2 separate regions of the Mus musculus genome follow, and region 2 is linked to region 1. A link is a contact called in public Hi-C data. All regions are on one chromosome and are shown on one strand. The core of a region is the stretch at or near the end of the contact, and the rest is flanking DNA. Distances in the headings are between cores, read along the strand shown.

Region 1 (6,200 bases), core at 1,987-4,486:
GCAAGTTGAAGTTAAAGAATTTAATTGCTTAAGGTATTAATGAGGAAAGTACTGAACTGTGAACTCACCAAGACAGGACAAATAGAATACTTTCTCATAAAGCTGCCAAATACAAATGGACTGAACACTGTGAATGTAATTACACCAGAGATTTCATAACTGTTTAATAAAAATCTTTACTGTATGCTACAGCCAACTGCTGTAGGGAATAAAGGCAGACGGGTTTTCAGTTACTTGGCTGGGGGTTGCAAGTAGGGACCACAAAGATTGGACCAGCAGCAAGTGAGAGAATGAAATGCCCCCAGAATACCAGACTGCTGGAGCAGAAATAGTCCAGGAGGATTCAAACATCAAGTATTTGGGAGCACAAGTGGAGAAGCAGCCAGCCTAGTGCTAGAGAACTAATTAGGGTAATCCCCCAGCAATTGAGCATAGTTTGAGTCTCATTTGATAGACAGGGATAAGCCTAATTCTTTTATTTTACATTGATCTTCAGAGAACATTATTGTCCTGGGAACTTGGGCACCTTGGATGCGAGAAGGTAAGAATGTAACGTCTGTGTGTTTTTTCACCTTCCGTGTGTGTAATGAAGGCTGAACTTAGGTTGTCAGGCTTACCCTGCAATCACTTTCACTTGCTGGGTCATCTTGTCAGCACTAGGAGCAATTTAAAATAAAAAATTAGAACATTATACACTAGGAATCATATTTACATTTTAAAAGATGTCATTGTTCGCTGAGCAGTGGTGGTGCATGCCTTTAATCCCAGCACTTGGGAGGCAGAGGCAGACGGATTTCTGAGTTTGAGGCCAGCCTGGTCTAAAGAGTGAGTTCCAGAACAGCCAGGGCTACACAAAGAAACCCTGTCTCGAAAAAACAAAAATAAAACAAACAAACAAAAATGTTATTGTTCTCAACTGTGTATGTGTGCCTGTTAGGGAAGTTGTCAGTGAACACCAGTTCCAGATGGTACCACATGACATGGGTTGGGAACCTAACCCCAGTACCCTTCATTGTTGTGGGAAATATTTATATATATATATATAAAAAAAAAAAAGACTGGTTCGTCCCTGCCTTTGTGCCGGCAACTCTCTGCCCTGGTAGCCTGGCCTGCCATGCACTGGCGGGCAATGGCCAACCTGTGTTTATCTCATGGAGCTGACTCAGAACTCCACAATCTCTCTACCCAGCTTGCAAGGTTCCCATTGGCGGGTCTACCACTCCAACCCTGTGCTTCAAATCGCCCATGGCCTTTGTGGTACACATTTAGCAAACCAAGGCTTTGTCGTCATACCTTTCTCTCTTGAACCCAGTTGAACCCTTGCATGAAGGAAACCGCCACATAGACTTAGTTCAGAAACAATGGAAACTCAATCTCTGGACACAACTAAAACCTTGTCTTGTAAGCCCTATTAAATCTGATTCTTTCGGTGGCAAATCCTGACAGACTTGCTGGGAAACTCTAGCAGCTACATCTTGTCCTTATGCTATCCCCATTCCAAAAGGACCTAACTCTCTCCTCCTTCCTCCATCCAACCCGGAAGTCCCTCGTACTCACCCAGTGATTGGTTCCTTTATTCACTAGATTGGTTCACAAGAACAGCACCAGGCCCGTCCACACTTCATGAGCCGTGTTCTTAACCCAAGTCCTCCCTCCAGCCCCCATATTCACAATTTTAAGGTACCAATATTTATTTTTATAGAAATAGAAAATTTTTAAAAAGGCCAAGGAGTAGGCAGCACATAAACATTGCCATTCAATGTACGGAAAATGTCTAACACCCTAAAAGGCTTACTGCTCAGCAGCAAGCCCTAATAAGGCTAACAGGTTATTTTTGCCTGTTTAATTCACATGAAGAGAACTGTACAGTGTCCTCTTTTGGGTCTAGCTCCTTCAGTTGAGTATATGAAGTTACTCATTGCTATATACATTAGCAATTATTTCCATTGTGTGGATGCACCGCAGTCTGATTTCTGGTTGATAGATCTTTCTAATATTTGTGGTTTGGGGTTACTATAAACACAACTGCTTTAAGCATTCAAATACAAATCTGTGGAGTCTCCTGGTTTTTTTTCCCCCTTGGGCAGCAAGACGACTGAACTGTGTTATGGACATGCCTAATTTATAAGCAGCAGCTGTGCCATTTTCAGTCCTTTTGGGGGTTCCAGTTGTTCACCACCTACACTAGCACTTGATATTGCTATACTGCCCCTCTGTGGGCCATTTCAGTAGGTATGCAGTGGTGTCTCAATGCTGATGGTCTCAGGTACTTTTTGTGTATGTGTCCATTGGTGTTATCTATTAGTGTGATTCTGATAAGGTTCAAATATAAAATCTTAAGAAATAGCCGGGCAGTGGTGGCGCACGCCTTTAATCCCAGCATTCATGAGGCAGAGGCAGAGATAGGTGGATTTCTGAGTTCGAGGCCAGCCTGGTCTACAAAGTAAGTTCCAGGACAGCAGGGCTACACAGACAAACCCTGTCTTGTCTTGAAAAACCAAAAAAAAAAAAAAAAAAAAAAGAAAAAATTGAAAATATACATAAAGCTCTTCTAATATTTAACATATTACACACTATTTTTATATGTATGTGGATATTTAACTGCATCATTTGAAATAAGTACCAAATATCATCTCTCACATAAATACTAAAAATAAGGTTTTTTTTAATGTAGTGCAAGTTTATCATTATATAAGTTAACAAGTTTTTTCCAGTCTATATAATCTCTCAGTTTCTCTATTTTTTCTTACTTTTTTCCTCCAAAGGGCAGGGTTTTTCTATTGTAGCCCAAGTTGGCCTCAGAATCATGGAAATTCTCCTGACTTTCATGTGTCTAGATAACAGGCATGAAACACCATGGCCAGCTAGTCAAAAATCTCTTTTAGATCTAATTAGACTACAAACACAGTTATTGGTTAACCTAAATCTTTGACTTTTTGAAGAAAAATTAGCCAGTTGTTTTGTAAAGTAACATACATTTAGAACTTACCTTATTTTCTATAAACTGGAATTTGGACTTCGATTCACTATAGGCCTATTTTTGAAATGGGTCCTTTATGTGATTTCAAAAACCACACTTTTACAAGTGTGCTTTGTATAAGGCTTACAAGCTGCTGAGGCTGGTGTTGAACTCCAAATCCACTCTTAGCTTCCGAACTACCCTCAATTGTGGGACCAGAGCACTCACCATGCCTTGCTCAGCAGCAAAAACTTTTGACAATATAATTTTCATAATGCTAGGAACTGAAACTGAGACATCAAACAGGAAATGGAAGTGCTTCAATCCAGCCCTCAAGTCATTTATACTGCACTTTCTTTGGGGGAAAATTCAGGAACCTAAAACACATATAACTCACACCCCAATTTTGCTAATTGATTTTTTTTCATGTTTTTCTCAGTTCAAAAGAAAAAGTTAAAGTAAAAAAGACTGTAACAATGGTGCTTTGGAAATAGGGCAACACCACGTACAGTTATCCTTCATAGATGTTGGCTTTGTCCCAGGCATTCCTGACAGTCTTTTATAAATGTGTTCACTTGGTAAACTGGAAACAGGAGTGCCCCTACCTGACCTTAAACTTGCCAAGCACATGCCTCAGCCTCACAAATGCATCAGCACTGAGATAATGGGCATAATTTATCATGCTTTTGTTCCTTTCTGCTGTTAAAAAAAAAGTTTAAACTACACCCGCTGGTCTGTGCCTATGTTCCCAATATTTAGAAGGCTGAGACAAAAAGTTTGCAATTCAAGGCAAGCCAAGGATACATGAACAAGATCTCATCTCTAAAACTCAAGAATAATCACACAAATGGCCATTATTTTTCTGCTCTTTCACATTCACAAACGGTCAAATACCTGTCATTAAATTTTGGGAACTGCCCTCCACCACCAACCACCCCGAAATAGTATTTTAACTGGGTTTCATTGTACACATCTATAATCTTGAGCAGTGAGGCAAAGGCTCAATCAAAGGTCAGGAGTTCAAAGTCATACCCTGTTAACACAGTGAATTCTAGGTCAGCTTGCACTACATGAGATCTTACCCTTCAAAAAGTGATCTTAATATATACTAACTTTACTAGTTAATATATTATTTCCCCTATATTCTAGAAGAACAAAAGGTGTTTGTTAACTACTAGGTAGTCAGTAGGTAATTAGATCTTTAATGCAGAAACTGCTGTTTCAGTATGTTGGTTACATATGGTTTTTATTCAGGCTTGTCAATTAAGAAATACAAACCAAGCAACTCTTAGTTGCTTCTACAGGTTCACTCTTTCCTTACAGAAGCTGCTCACTACAGCTCTGAAGTATAGTATAGGCAGCAAGAGATTTGGGTGGAGCAACAATTCATCTGAAATCCAGAGTTAAATATTTACTTCCTTTGGTGCCTTATACAGAAAGGCACTGTTAAGATGTTACAAAATAGAAAATAACCACAGCAAATAGTTCTAGTGGCAACTTACTATCAACAAGTTACAGTGGTGGTGATGATTCTTTTCATTTTTTTTACAATTATAGTCTTTAAACTCTACACACACACACACACACACACACACACACACACACACACACAAGTGCTATTATGAAATAGTCCCTGCCCCCCCACCCCCCTCAATATACTGAACATAGCAGTTTCTTAGAACAAAAAAAAAAAAAAAAAATCAAGGCAAGTCTGATTTCAAATTTTCAATATAAAAGCAAAAGTATGTAATGCAACAGCTGTTCAACTTCCAACTCTATAGGCCCCTAACAAAACAGCCCCGTGTTTAAATGTCTCCAGCACACAATCCAGTAGAAATGCTCAACTGTAATCAACTAATAACCAACGTGAACAGAACCTTAGAAAAGAAGTTACAATACTTCCCTTCACCCTCTCCTCTTATAGTTGGAGGAACAGGTATCAGGAGATATAAAAGTCAAAGGAAGAAGAATTATAATGGAAAAAAAAAATCCTAAAGCTGCTGCTGTTTGGAATAGAAAAGAAGACAATATTTTACAAATGTTCAAAAACTGCAAGACATTAACACAATTCATTCACTATCACTCCTAACTTGAAAGAATAGAGAACAGTATCTCATCATATAAACTGTTATGTTCAGGTTCACAAAAAACTATGGATGTAGTTTTAGGCTTTATGAAGGAAAACAGGTTCAGTTCAAATCATTGGATACTATACATCTAGTCTGACTGGATCGGTGTCTAGAACTGTCACCCTTTACAACTATAAACAATAGCATGTAACTCCATGGGAAGCTTAAGGATTGAAGATATGTACACAGCTAGTTAGATCTCCCCTGCTTCACGCTCTTCAGAGCTCCTCCTGTCTTCTGATCTGCCATTAGCACTCTCATAGGACCGCTTCTTATCTTTTCGATCTCGGTCACGAGGTGATCTGTCTCTTGAACTCCTGTCTCTGTCACGTGATGCTAAGTCTTGATCTCTGAATCTTTCTTTTGAGGATCTGAAAAATATTAATTTGAGGAGCAAAATATGTTGGGACACCCAAAATCCAATGAAAGAATAGGATCAATATTTTCTGATAGCTGAAGAAATAGGTAAGAATATATCTGAGAAGAGAGTTTCTTATAGAATAGAGTCCTACTATACAGCTGAAAAGGGCACCAAAACAAAATTGGGAAGAACAAATAGCTATACAGTTAAGGGCAAAAGAGCCTAAACTAAACAATGTATTCTTAGTATTTCAGAGATAAAGTTTCTTCAACTAATAAAAAGGCATTTAGTATAAAAACAATATATAAGTAATTGCTTTTATAAGTGAAAAGTATCAAGATTCCAAATTGGATGGAAACCAATGAATTTGTACAGCAGTCATCTCTTGTGCTAAATAAGGATTTGAAGTGTTGTAAATTACAAGATCAGGGTGTATGAGTTATTCTTTTCTATCAACTTTAAAAATGACAGAAATGCAAAACCATCCATAGCTTTCTGGTTTTATACAAACAGGCTTCGGCCACATTTGTCCTATGGGCAGTATGTTGCAAACTAGGTAAGAGAACTACTTAATATGGCTTTAAATAACCATTTGCTAATTTAAAAATCTGGTTCACTATTCAAGTGAATTCATTAAACCAAAATGTAAAGTATCAAAAAATGATCACACTATAATAAAATTCTGCCGGGCATGGTGGCGCACGCCTTTAGTCCCAGCACTTGGGAGGCAGAGGCAGGCGGATTTCTGAGT
Region 2 (6,200 bases), core at 2,023-4,522, 470 kb before region 1:
CAGAGAATCCTGACTAATAGAACTACATCTCATGGACTAAGGCTGTGACTAAGAGAGCAGATCAGAAGCCAGGAATCTGGGGGCCTTTTGGGATGCTCAGGGAACAAGCTTGGGACAGGGACCTTTGATTAAGACCACGAGCAGTGATGGAGTAGAAGCTGCTTTGACAGCATGGGATGTTTGCCCGCTCAGGCTGCAAGGAGTGTGGAGCCGCCCACTGTGTGGGACAAGAGCTGGCTCTTCTGAGCCACCTTTACTGGCTCTCCTCCCTGGCCTGTCTATGATGACGGTTCTTGGTTCCTGGGGTTCTGTGTCTTGTCTTACCACAGCTTCTCACAACAACCATCACTTGTGAGTGCATGAACTCCGTTCCTTAAAATTGCAAACCCAATATAGTTCTCTGGAGTTTTGCCTTATTGCCATGGGCCAGGCATCTAACCTAACAGCTGGCTGGCTCTACAGTTCTATAGCCTTAGTGTTATGGCTTATATATGCTCAGTCCAGGGAGTGACACTATTGGAAGCAGTGACCCTGTTGGAGTAAGTGTGGCTTTGTTGTGAGTAGGTGTGTCACTGTGGATGTGGACTTTAAGACCCTCATCCTAGCTGCCTGGAAGTCAGTATTCTGCTAGCAGCCTTCAGATGAAGATGTAGATCTCTCAACTCCTTCTGCACCATGCCTGCCTAGATGCTGCCATGTTCCCGCCTTGATGATACTGGACTAAACCTCTGAACCTGCAAGCCAGCTCCAATTAAATGTTGTCCTTATAAGATTTGCCTTAGTCATGGTGTCTGTTCACAGCAGTAAAACCCGAACTAAGATACTTAGGATTCCACCCTTGGACCCGAGCATGGAAACACCCCCACCCCCACCCCCACCCCGGGTCAAATACAACTCCTTGTCTCTTCCTTCGAGTTCTTGCCAAAGGTAGGACTGCATCCTGCCACATAGCACTCAGAAGTTAAACTACTGCTTGCTTTCAGTAACAGACAAAACTGATTGATCTGTCCAAGCTTGAGACAGAGCAGACACATTTCAGCTATTGAATCCTTTCAAGCCCTGTGCGTACCTGGAGTCGCTGCATCCCAGCCTCTTCTCCAGTCACACCACCACGGGAGCCTAGACTTCAAATCCTGTGATGTCCGTACCTGACCTCCCCAACCTGAGCTGCTCTCACTATACTGTTCTGCTTTGGGACTAGAAATAAGTTTCTGGAAGCGGAACTAGAAGTAGAGAGCTGCAGATGCTCTTTGCTTACTTTAGGGTGCAAACGTAACCTTTAGCTTTTTAATCTCCAGGGCAGCCCCTTTTGAGTTCTGCTTAGAGTTTATAGATAATGTTAAAGGATGGGATCAAGCCTTGTTTTGGACAGAGGTGGAGTTACAGGTACTGTCTTCTCTTCAGCAGCACCTCTTCTACCTTCTCTCTCTCCAACTGCAGCTGGGGCTGTGGTACCCTATGGGATTCTTTCAGACTTCACCTTCCTGTCTCAGTAATTGAAAACCCTTCCTCACCCTCCTCACTTCACACATTGCTCATTTGCAGGTAAAGTGAGGCTGGTGGCCCTCTGCGTGCCTTGCACTGGGGGGCAGAGGTACTTTTCAAGGGCAGGTATCTGAGGGGGTGCAGGGGATTCTTGACTTTCTCATGCTGTCATTCAGAGTCAAGCCTCTCTCAGTTACCCTCAGTTTCCCCTCATCTTTCTCCCTCGCATCTGGTGGTTCATCTCTGCTGTCTGGCTTCTGTCTCCTCCCTCCCCCAGATGGTCCTCATCATGATCCTCAAAGGTTTTGGGCATCCAACCCCATGGACATTGGCAGCTTTTTTTTTTTTTTTTTTTTTTTTTTTTTTTTTTGTCCCTCCTGGGCCACTGATCATTGATGAAGCCGTGATTAAGAAAATGAAATAGGTCCTGAAGAGATGGCTCAGTGGTTAAGAGTACTGACTGCTCTTCCAGACATCCTGAGTTCAATTCCTAGCAACTACATGATGGCTCATGACCATCTGTAATTGGATCCGATGCCCTCTTTTGGTGTGTCTGAAGACAGCAACAGTGCACATACATAAAATAAATAAATCTTTAAAAAAAAACCCCTCAGATTCTCAAACCAACCAACCAAAACCAGGGGACTGGGGAGGTGTGGGGGGGGGGGACCAGGAGATGAGAAATTAGGAAAGCCACCCTGGGTCAAAGGTTGGTCTCAGAGACACCTTCCCTGTATAGAAAAGACCTGGTTCCCTTACATGGCCAAGATATCAGGAGATGTGTACTACTCCTGTCTGCCTGTTCCCAGCTCCTATACCTTCTCACCTCTGTACTTCCCTAGTAGAGGGCCTGGAGTTAGTGGAAAACTGTCTGTACTCTAAATACTTAAAATAGTATGTAAGGCTGGCTAGAATAAGGGTGTTTGTCCTACTAGCTATTATGATAACTCTGGAGTATTCTAATGCTAGAACTGGTCTTGGTAAGGTTTGTTGACTTACTACTTTGTTGAGAGTAGACACATATAACATAAACTGTCATTTGAACCATTTTCAAGGGAGCAGTTCTGTAGTATAAGTATACCCAGTGTGGTGGTTTGAATATACTTGGCCCATGGGAAGTGGCACTATTAGGAGGTATGGCCTTGTGGGAGGAAGTGTGCCATTGTGTGTAGGTGGGCTTTGAGGTCTTCTAGTGCTCAAGCTCTGCCCACTCGTAAGATACCCTCCTCCTTGCTGCTTACGGAAGACAGCCTCCTCCTGGCTGCCTTCAGATCAAGATGTAGAGCTCTCAGCTCCTTCCCCAGCACCATGTCTGCCTGCAGGCTGACATGATGATAATGGACTGAACCTCTAAAATTGTAAGCCACCCCCAATTAAATGTCCTTTTAAAAGAGTTGTCTTGGTTATGGTGTCTCTTCACAGCAATAAAACCCTAACTAAGATACTCACTGTTGGTCAACTATTACCCTAGAGCAGTGGTTCTCAACCTTCCTAATGCTGTGACCCTCTAATACAGTCCTCATGTTGTGACCCCCACCATAAAATTATTTTAATTCCTACTTTATAACTCTAATTACTGTTATGAATCATAATATAAATATCTGTGTTTTCTGGTGGTCTTAGGTAACCCCTATGAAAGGGTCATTTAACCCCCAAAGGGGTCATGACCCACAGGTTGAGAACCACTGTGCTGGACTCTAGGCATCTTCCTCATCTGGTAGTAGACACCCAGCCTGTTTGTTTCTTTTGTCTAAGCATGTTTTATTTTGAGGAAGTAGACTATATGTATTTGCATGTGGACATAACATTTCTAGAAGAATACCATATATGGTCTGAACATGAAGTGTCCCCTCTAAGGGTCATGTGTTTAAAGCAATGGTTCCCAGTGCACTGTTCACAGGCAGGTCTTGGGGCAAGTCATTGGATCATGGGGGCTCTGAACTTGTCAGGGAATTGATCCACTGATGGAATTCATAATTTAGTGGCATTGGAAACTAGGCAGTGGGCCAAATCAGAGGATGCAGGTTGGGCCTATCATAGAAGGATCTATCTTGTCCCTACCCTCATTTTTCCCTCTTATTCCTCTCCCTCTTTTCTCTCTCCCTCTCCCTTTCTCTTCCCCTTCTCTTCCCCCCTCTTTCCTCCATCCTCTTTCCCCCTTTTCTACCTTTCCCTCTTATCTTGCCCTCTCCCCTTACCCTCTTGTCTGTTTTTCTCTCCCCCTTTTCTGTTTCTTGGCTTTAATGAAGGAAGCAGCCCTTTCACCCCAATGCCCTTCCACTGGGGAGTTTCTGTCTTGCCACAGGCTTGAGTGCAATGAAGCAAACTAACTTTGGATGAAAAGTCCTGGAACCACCAGCCAGTATAAATCCTTCCTCCTTAAAGCTGTCTATTTCAGGTGTTTGTGCTTGCAATAGAAAACTGGCCAACTCAACGCCTAAACTGCCATGGTCTCTTTCGAGGGATGTCACTGAGCAGGGCTGGAAGTCCATTTTCTTTAACTCCTTCCTATTGTTTAGGGTTTGTTTTGGTTTTTAAGTAGAAGCATATTATTTTGCAGTTACTATAAAATTTAAATAATCCCGTGTTTGGGGCAGTGGCTCAGTTGGTAACTGCATGCCTTGCTAGCACACACACCTGAGGTAGATGCGGGATGTGTGGTAGGTGTGTAATCCCACTGCTGGGGAAACAGAGACAGTGTCACTGGGAATCACCAGCCAGCAGTCTTACCTAACTGATGAAGTTCAGGCCAAAGAGACCTTGTCTCAAAGGTGATGGGTGGCCTTCCTGAGGATGACAGCTGTGATTGTCTGGCCACTTCCACATGTGTGCATGCGCACCTGCACAGTGCATCCCCACACATACACACATATGTTAAAGAGAATCTTCTGCTGCTTATGTCAAGTGATAGGCTTAAACATCCCTAAATTCCTAAGTGGAAATATAATTATCAGACAAAGTACAATGATATTTTTGGTTTTGCTCATGAAAGGAATTACGAGTAACTGTGGGCTCCTCTGTTTAATCTTTCTGTTTTGGATGTCTCAGAAACAGTAAGAAGCCAGGCTAGAGACCTTGTCTAGATTCAAAGCCTCTGACACCATCCAAATGAGGCTTGGAGCTGACTCCAAAAACCCAGAACTTCAAACTCAGCTAGTACATGGAATATGAAATTCCCAACTTCAGTTCCAGAAAACACATGACCATGCCATAGTAACCCCACCTTTCTGCCCTTCCTAAACTCCACTAGGACCAACAAGGATCCTCTGCAAACTGGGAAATAGGGCCTGCCCTCCTAGGTGATGCTGGGTCTCCTGTCTGACTCATGAAACTGTGCTGAGCTCTGCTGCATAAGGCTTAGGAACAACTGACAGTGGTCATGTCTGTGATGCCTGTGGAGGTAAGCCACACTGGCATGTGAAAGTCAACATGCTTTCTTAAAAAACCACGGGAAAAGAAAGTGTTCACGCTGTACATTCATTCCCAGCCCTGTGCACAGCAGCAGCTGTGGCGGCCATGCTGCACCACTGTGCATGGGGTAGCCAGGGGTTGGTAAGGCTGGGTGTGCCTGTGGAGCAGCTATAGGAGCAAAGAAACCTCCAAAACAGAGAGATTAAACAAACTAAACAGAGGAGCCCATAGTTACTCGTAATTCCTTTCAGGAGCAAAACCAATCTGTCATTGCACTTTGTCTGATAATTATATTTCCTCTAAGGAATTTAGGGAAGGCCATGGAGCTACGTGTGCCCAAGCTGGTGGTGGTTGCAATGCCCAGTACCTGGTGCTCCTGCCCTGAGATTTCATCCTGCAGCTGCTTAGAGGTGCTTCCTCCTCTGTCACCTCTGAGTCCCCCATGCTGTGTGGAAGCAGAACAGATATCTAGGCCCCACTTCCATCGGAAGAGAGAAGCTCAGGGCAGATCAGATCCCAGGTAGGATCATACAGCAGCCCAGGCACTGGATGCCATTGGATGAAGGAAGCTTCACCATTCATTCAGGTTCCCTACTTCCTCTCCCATCAACAAGGGAGATCTTGGCATCTGGTTCCCAGATCCATTCTTGCACCCATTGGCTATGTATAGTGTGTCAGGGGCTGGTCTGGTGCTGCCATTCAAATGCTGTATTCACATGCTAATTTCTGTACCTAAGATCTGGCTGCCCCAAGATGAGCAAATTGCCAAGTGCAGCCTTTGTAAACCTTGCTCCCCAATTTAAAACTATTTGTTAAATAAAACTGGCAACAGCCAATTACTGCTGTACTGGCTGGTTCTGTGTGTCAACTTGACACAAGCTGGAGTTATCACAGAGAAAGGAGCTTCAGTTGGGGAAATGCTTCTGTGGGGCGTTTTCTCAATTAGTGATCAAGGGGGGAGGGCCCCTTGTGGGTGGTGCCATCCCTGGGTTTGGGTTCTACAAGAAAGCAGGCTGATGGAGCAAGGGGAAGCAAGCCAGTAAGAAACATCCCTCCATGGCCTCTGCATCAGCTCCTGCTTCCTGACCTGCTTGAGTTCCAGTCCTGACTTCCTTTGGTGATCAACAGCAGTGTGGAAGTGTAAGCTGAATAAACCCTTTCCTCCCCAACTTGCTTCTTGGTCATGATGTTTATGCAGGAGTAGAAACCCTAAGACAACTGGGGAGGATAGAAGGAGGCAGCCTTTGAGTTACCTGGCTGGGGTTCGCAGGTAGGAACCAGGAGGAGAAAAGAGGAGGAAGAGG

The links. A called contact is a pair of places that touch in the nucleus more often than the background predicts.
Region 2: a contact with region 1 is called in a Hi-C map of bone marrow-derived macrophages, with 13 read pairs. The contact joins two enhancer-like sites. A contact is called at or near these places in 1 of 15 datasets of contacts at CTCF or cohesin (the NIH/3T3 cell line), 1 of 484 Hi-C or Micro-C datasets (bone marrow-derived macrophages) and 1 of 9 other capture datasets (embryonic stem cells).

Annotation. Positions count from the first base shown.
Region 1 is chr6:38,607,412-38,613,611 of GRCm38.p6, reverse strand. Luc7l2 (LUC7-like 2 (S. cerevisiae)) reads right to left here. Exons shown (of 10, transcript NM_138680.3): 10 at 4,142-5,459. The coding sequence ends at 5,282. Among named protein-coding and RNA genes, the nearest start is that of Klrg2, 27 kb to the left of the region's middle. Within about 2 kb of position 3,236, at least 3 of the 459 cell types and tissues checked have an H3K27ac peak or open chromatin away from gene starts, as enhancers often do. A contact at or near this core is called in bone marrow-derived macrophages, where this site is marked.
Region 2 is chr6:39,073,788-39,079,987 of GRCm38.p6, reverse strand. The region is part of intron 10 of Tbxas1 (thromboxane A synthase 1, platelet); the gene reads right to left. Among named protein-coding and RNA genes, the nearest start is that of 1700025N23Rik, 9.3 kb to the right of the region's middle. Within about 2 kb of position 3,272, at least 4 of the 459 cell types and tissues checked have an H3K27ac peak or open chromatin away from gene starts, as enhancers often do. A contact at or near this core is called in bone marrow-derived macrophages, where this site is marked.